Regions from separate parts of the Xenopus tropicalis genome. Here region 2 is linked to region 1. Evidence: chromatin contacts called from public Hi-C data. All regions are on one chromosome and are shown on one strand. Each heading gives the region's core, a stretch centred on a gene start, on an enhancer-like site or on the middle of the called end of the contact. The rest is flanking DNA. Distances are from core to core; before and after follow the strand shown. Region 1 holds the start of ppih (peptidylprolyl isomerase H). Region 2 overlaps ccdc30 (coiled-coil domain-containing protein 30).

What was found. Hi-C and Micro-C count contacts between places; a contact is called where the count stands out from the background.
Region 2: a contact with region 1 is called in a Hi-C map of brain, with 1.6 times the contacts expected there. The contact joins the enhancer-like site here to the promoter of ppih in region 1. A contact is called at or near these places in 2 of 5 Hi-C or Micro-C datasets (brain and gastrula embryo).

What each region holds. Positions count from the first base shown.
Region 1 is chr7:94,760,170-94,763,066 of UCB_Xtro_10.0, reverse strand. ppih (peptidylprolyl isomerase H) reads left to right here and starts at 1,396. Exons shown (of 10, transcript NM_204035.1): 1 at 1,396-1,464; 2 at 2,341-2,405. The coding sequence starts at 1,399.
Region 2 is chr7:94,814,317-94,817,337 of UCB_Xtro_10.0, reverse strand. ccdc30 (coiled-coil domain-containing protein 30) reads left to right here. Exons shown (of 24, transcript XM_031905555.1): 8 at 1,749-1,902. Among named protein-coding and RNA genes, the nearest start is that of ccdc30, 14 kb to the left of the region's middle. Within about 2 kb of position 1,492, at least 3 of the 11 cell types and tissues checked have an H3K27ac peak or open chromatin away from gene starts, as enhancers often do. A contact at or near this core is called in gastrula embryo, where this site is marked.

The DNA.
Region 1 (2,897 bases), core at 147-2,646:
TACTGTCAAACGACCGATTCCCGAACGATCCGATACTATCGTTAAGTTATCGTATAGTTGATGGTGTGCGAACGATCGTCGGCCCACTAATCGACCCGACATTATTGTCCCCAAAATCGATCGGCCAGGTTTAAAAATTTTAGTCGTTTAATGATAAAATCTGCCAGTTGGTGTGAGTGTCAGACATTTGTCTTCGAACGATTGTTCTCTGCGCATGTCATGATTGCCAGCAGCGGAAGTCAACGAACATAAATAAATAAATACCGCTTCCGCCACGACATTGGATCGTACGTAGATGTACGATTGTAAAAATTGCAAATTATCGTTGCCTGTGGATGGCATATCGTATGGAAACCCGGTCGCCATACGATCGTTTGTCGATATAATAGTTCGTCGCACAACGAGTGAAATCGCCTTGTGTATGGGGACCTTAACATCAGAACAGTTATCTGTTTTCCTTCTCAATGTATACTCACTCAGCTGTATGGTTGTAAGAGCTGACCAGTAGGCGGCGCTGTTTATAAGCAGATTAAAAGCTTTAAAAAATAATTGATGTAAAATGCAAATGTGACTAGAAGAGGACACTGACAAATTTATATTAACTTTTTAGGTTTTAGATATACTTTATTCCCCAGTCAATTTATTTGTTAGGGCCCAGGTTTCATACCCATATCAGTTTCTTGGGAAACCTGATTTCCCTGTACTTTGAATTTATGGAATAGTTTTGAAGGCCAAACAGCAACAAAGCTGCCAGTGGAGAGGGAGATTTTATGGGAAGTGATATACAAACAATAAAACCTCCCTTCTCCTCACAGAATACAGAGGGGATTTGGTGTGTTCCCTATGTGCAGCAGCCACAGGTAACCATAATTCTACCTACTGCATAAATACACACATACACCCACACAGAAGCAGAGCTCTGTTATAAACGCACTCTCGCCCACACAGCATCACGGCTGTGATCAGGCCACATTGAAATAGGAACTAAAAAAAAAGACGTTTCCGGTGTGGAGCGCTGAGGCGCTTGTATTAGCACTGCTTGATGTGAGAGCAAGGCAGACAGCATGGATATTTACAGATATGGATAGCTTCAACAGAAATAAATTTAATTGCACGGAACATGTGAATGCTACAACTCCACTCCATCCAAAACTAAACCTCTGTACTGCTTATATGTCAATGAGTAAATCAGGTTTAGTCACGCGTAAACGTACTGCTATTGCCACTCTCCCATAATCCCCTGCAAGGTTAGAAGCGCAGGCATATCGCATCGCCCACCAACTTCATGCGAATAAAGCGTGTAAAACAATGCACTGCGCCTGCGCATACAGCCTACAAGCAAGCCGCTTCTGGGATTGAAGCGCCGCCTCTTCTCTTCCGGTTTTGCCCCAGATAGAAATGGCGGTACCGGCTTCCAACGCTAACAATCCCATCGTATTCTTCGATATCAGTATCGGGGGGCAGGTAACACGCGGTGTTAAGTATAATACATTGAGAAAGCCCTGCATTAAATGATGATTCCATACTTACGTACTGAGAAGAATCTCGCCATGCAACACCACCTACAAACTGCAGCTGAGCAAATGGGGCTGCATGGTGTAGTGTAGTATTAGCAAGAAGGCTAAGTGTGTACTGTGACTGAAGGACAGATTTTTATATTCATAGCAGAAATTATTATGTATTTAAATTGTATTCCACGTGTATGGGCCCCACTGTTCTTTCCGATCTCTAAACCCTAAAACTTTACTGATGGTCCTAAACATGCACTCTAAGCCCTGAGAAAATCCCTAAATATGAACTCTAAAATTCTCATGGCATCCCAATTCATGAACCCTGCCCCCAAGGAAGACTGGGCGTGAACCCCAAAAGAGAGCCCAAAACAAAACTTGTAAAGCCACCAGACGGCTGATCAAACCAATTAGGGGAAAAAAGATCATCTTGGAAAGCTCTGAATATTATCCTTAGAATGTATGGAAAAAAGTCAACATGGAAACTAGACATTTTGGAAAATGTGTCAACATGAGGGCTAATTTGTCCATTCCGTGTCTTTGAAAAAGTTGTTCTTTCAAGCAAACTGTTGCTATACCTATTTATTCTGCATTTATTTAAATTAAAGTTATACAGAATATTAAAAACATTGGGTGGCCTAATTTTGTAAGCTTTTAAAGTTTTGTAATTGCTATATTTTATGCTATTCAACTTCAAATTAGTTTGCTTGTGTGTAACTGTGAAGAAAGGCATATATTCTGGGAAAACATGAAGGGTATGATGACTGTAATACCAATGTGCTAATTGTCTTTTCACAAAAAAAACTAATTTAATGTCCATTTACTTTTTCAGGAGGTGGGCCGGATGAAGGTGGAACTTTTTGCAGATATTGTACCAAAAACTGCAGAGAACTTCAGGTGAAGTTGCATGACTTTTGCTGTCAAAACTCTGGAGTAGTTATATAGCAACACTGACAAAGTTTGCAACTGCCCATAACCCAAAGCAACCAATCAGATGTTTGCTGTCATTATTTTAGTCTCACTAGATCAGTAAGACTAAGGGCTCTGGCACACGGGGAGATTAGTCGCCCGCGGCAAAACTCCCTGTTCGCGGGCGACTAATCTCCCCGAGTTGCCTTCCCCTGCCATCCCACCGGCGAACATGTAAGTCGCCGGCGGGATGGCAGATGCGGCGGCGCGATTTCGCGCAAATCGCTGAAAAAGACTTGCGAGTCTTTTTCGGCGATTTGCCGAAATCGCCTCGCCGCGTCTGCCATCCCACCGCCGGCTTACATTGTCGCCGATGGGATGGCAGGGGAAGGCAACTCGGGGAGATTAGTCGCCCGCGAACAGGGAGTTTTGCCGCGGGCGACTCATCTCCCCATGTGCCAGCTATCTGTCGAGCCTACA
Region 2 (3,021 bases), core at 243-2,742, 54 kb before region 1:
TGATCTAGTTGTTTGGCCAGATGATAACTCATGTGGAAATGTCAGCAGGGGACCAAATCTTGTCCTCATCATGCATGATGAATGTGTTAACAAGCCCTAATTAATCAAGAGTGCCCAAGCCAGCCGACAGTATATTTTAAATTGTTATTTCTGAATTGACCCACAAAGTCCATACTCCATCTGGGGTTTCTAGACCCTAAGAAAACCTGAGCCTTTAAATCTGCCAGTCTTTACTAATGTGATTCATTCTTTGCTAACATATCACTCCTTAATCATATTTCACAGTCTGTTTCAGGCAGATACAGTAGAAGTGTTTAACACCCTCCTGAATTTAAAGTTATTGCATCCCACCCAAGCAGCCATACTTGGAGGTTAATTAGTGTCCCCTGCAGGACTTTTTGTCTGCTTTATGTGAACTAAACTAATAAATAACGGTGGCTTATTCTAACATAACAGCCACAGCCAGTGTTTAGGGGATACTTACACTTTAATAAATTGCTGCTTTGTTATGCTGAGGACCTAATATCCTTTTTTTCAGAGTTATCATATTCTTTACTTACTAAGCCATTGTCAATAAGGAGTGCAGAGCTATGGATTATTCTCGGATATTTAGTGCCGGGGAATTTTGAAAATTATACTTTACCTTTAGCATCACTGCCTTTTAGAACTGAGGCTCTAGGCTGAATTCTGTCAAGGGCAGCTGGATCATTTTTTTTCCCTCTGACTACACCAGTTTCCTTCCACAGTAGAAAACATATGTGAATAATAGGCCTTCTAAAACTGACTTTGGGCAGGGACTGATGTGATCACTTAAAGGAACAGTAACACCAAAAAATTAAAGAGTTTTAAAGTAAAAGAAATATAATGTACTGTTGCCCTGCACTGGTAAAAGTTGTATGTTTGCTACAGTAACTCTACTATAGTTTATATAAATAAGCTGCTGTGTAGCCCCGGGGGCAGCCATTCAAGCTGGAAAAAAGGAGAAAAGGCACAGGTTACATAGCAGATAATGGATAAGCTCTGTAGAATACAATAGTGTTTTATCTGTTATCTGCTAAGTGCCTTTCTCCTTTGAATGGCTGCCCCCATGGCTACACAGCTGCATTCTTTATATAAACCATAGTAGTGTTTCTGAGGCAAACACAGTTTGTACCAGTGCAGAGCAGCAGTACATTATATTGGAATTTATTTTATACACTTGAATTTTTTGGTGTTACTGTTCCTTTAAACATTCTACAGGAAGCAGGAAGGAGTGTGTTTGAGCAGATTTTTTTTTGTTATTGAAGAAAGTAGTAGACACAGTTACAACCAGAAAAAACATTTACAGTATGTGCAGTGTGAATGAAGCTTGTTAGATCCATATGGTGGCCCAGATTTACTTGTTTAGCACCCTTACCATTGTATCCGTGCACTTGCGTGCTTGTTTGTTCATATGCATGAGTGCTCTTTTTGTGATGCGCAAATGAATGAGCATGTAAACGAGCTCTATCAAGGGCTCGGACTAGAGGTAGGTGACCAAAGAGGCATTTGACTAGTTCCCACCTACCACTGTGCCCTGGGCACTGCCCCTCCTGCCTACCCCTTGTTCTGAGCCTGCAGTGTCAGCTAGATTTTGAACCAGTAGAAGCAAAAAACAAATACTGCTTTAACTTCTAAATTTGAAATTAGAATATTGGGCATTGCAAAAAACAGTTGCTTTACCAACAAACCCAGCATGATAATGTAGACTTACTTGGTCTGTACTATAGACATTTGAAGAAGAGGTTGCTAAAGAAAAGAAAAAAAAGGAAGGTTTGGAAAGAGATTTAGAAGAAGCATCTCACAGGCTACAGATGGCACATGATGAGATCCGCAAACTGACCGAAGAGCTGCTAATTAAAAAGAAGGAAATAACTGAGCTTGGTAATTATTGTATGTAAAATAATCTCGTTGTATAGGAAAATAGGGTTTAATTGCCTGTAATTTTTAAGTGTATCCTATGAAAAATCTATATATTTACAAAAATGTCTGCACCATAATCATGGTACAGTTCAATAATCATTTGGTACTTTTGTAAGTTCATCACCCAGAGTGATGTAAAAGAAAGCACATTGTTTTGGTTCAGATATCCCCCTTAAATTCTCTTTTTCCTAGCATGTAAATATAAAATAATTAAAAAATAAAATAATTTGTCCCAGGGGCAAAATGTATTTATTTGTTTTTTTAGAGCACATTTTACAGAAGAAACAACAGGAAAATTATGGGCTTAGGGAAGAACAGAAAATGGTTAAAGAAAATGGTAAGCAGCACAATGTAATGTTACTGCCTGTTATACAGTAATATACTTATTAAAACTACATAACAGAGCAGCAGAAGGTATTGGCTAGCATAGATGATGGCAAGCACCCCATTGCATTTCCCCATTTTCCATACAACAACAAATTATGTCTTTTAGAGTTCTACTCTACTTACTATCCTATGCCTGATGGGGCATGGGGAGGCACATATAGCTATTCCCAGAATGTACATCCTTACAGCAGAATACATGTTCCGCAAGCATTATGTATTGTTCTACAGTAAAATATAAATATGTCCATATGTGCAGTTATGAGTAGATCATTACATAAGTGTCTTTCTGTTGCACTGAAAAATTAAATAAAATATGTTGCTCAAACTGTTATGGTTTTGGCACACCATTTTATGACAGTTGCACCATAAATTGCACAGGAATGACATGGGATGCAATATTACACACCTTTCTTTTATTACTAATATATGCTCAAAAAATGTCTCAAATGGAGTTTGCAGTTAGTTAGTTCCATTAGTTAAAATAATGTCATACTTACCTTAATCCTTATTGGACCACTCCCCCCTTCAACTCCTATTTTAAGTTGTGGCGCTTGCGGCTCAAACAGCTTGATATATATTACTTAAAAGGCATACAAGGAGCACTAGTAAATAGACTCAGGGTCTGCCCCACTTGGAATGGTATGGGATGCCTCCAAGGCAGCCACCTGGGGCTCACTGACAATAGTAGTGGCC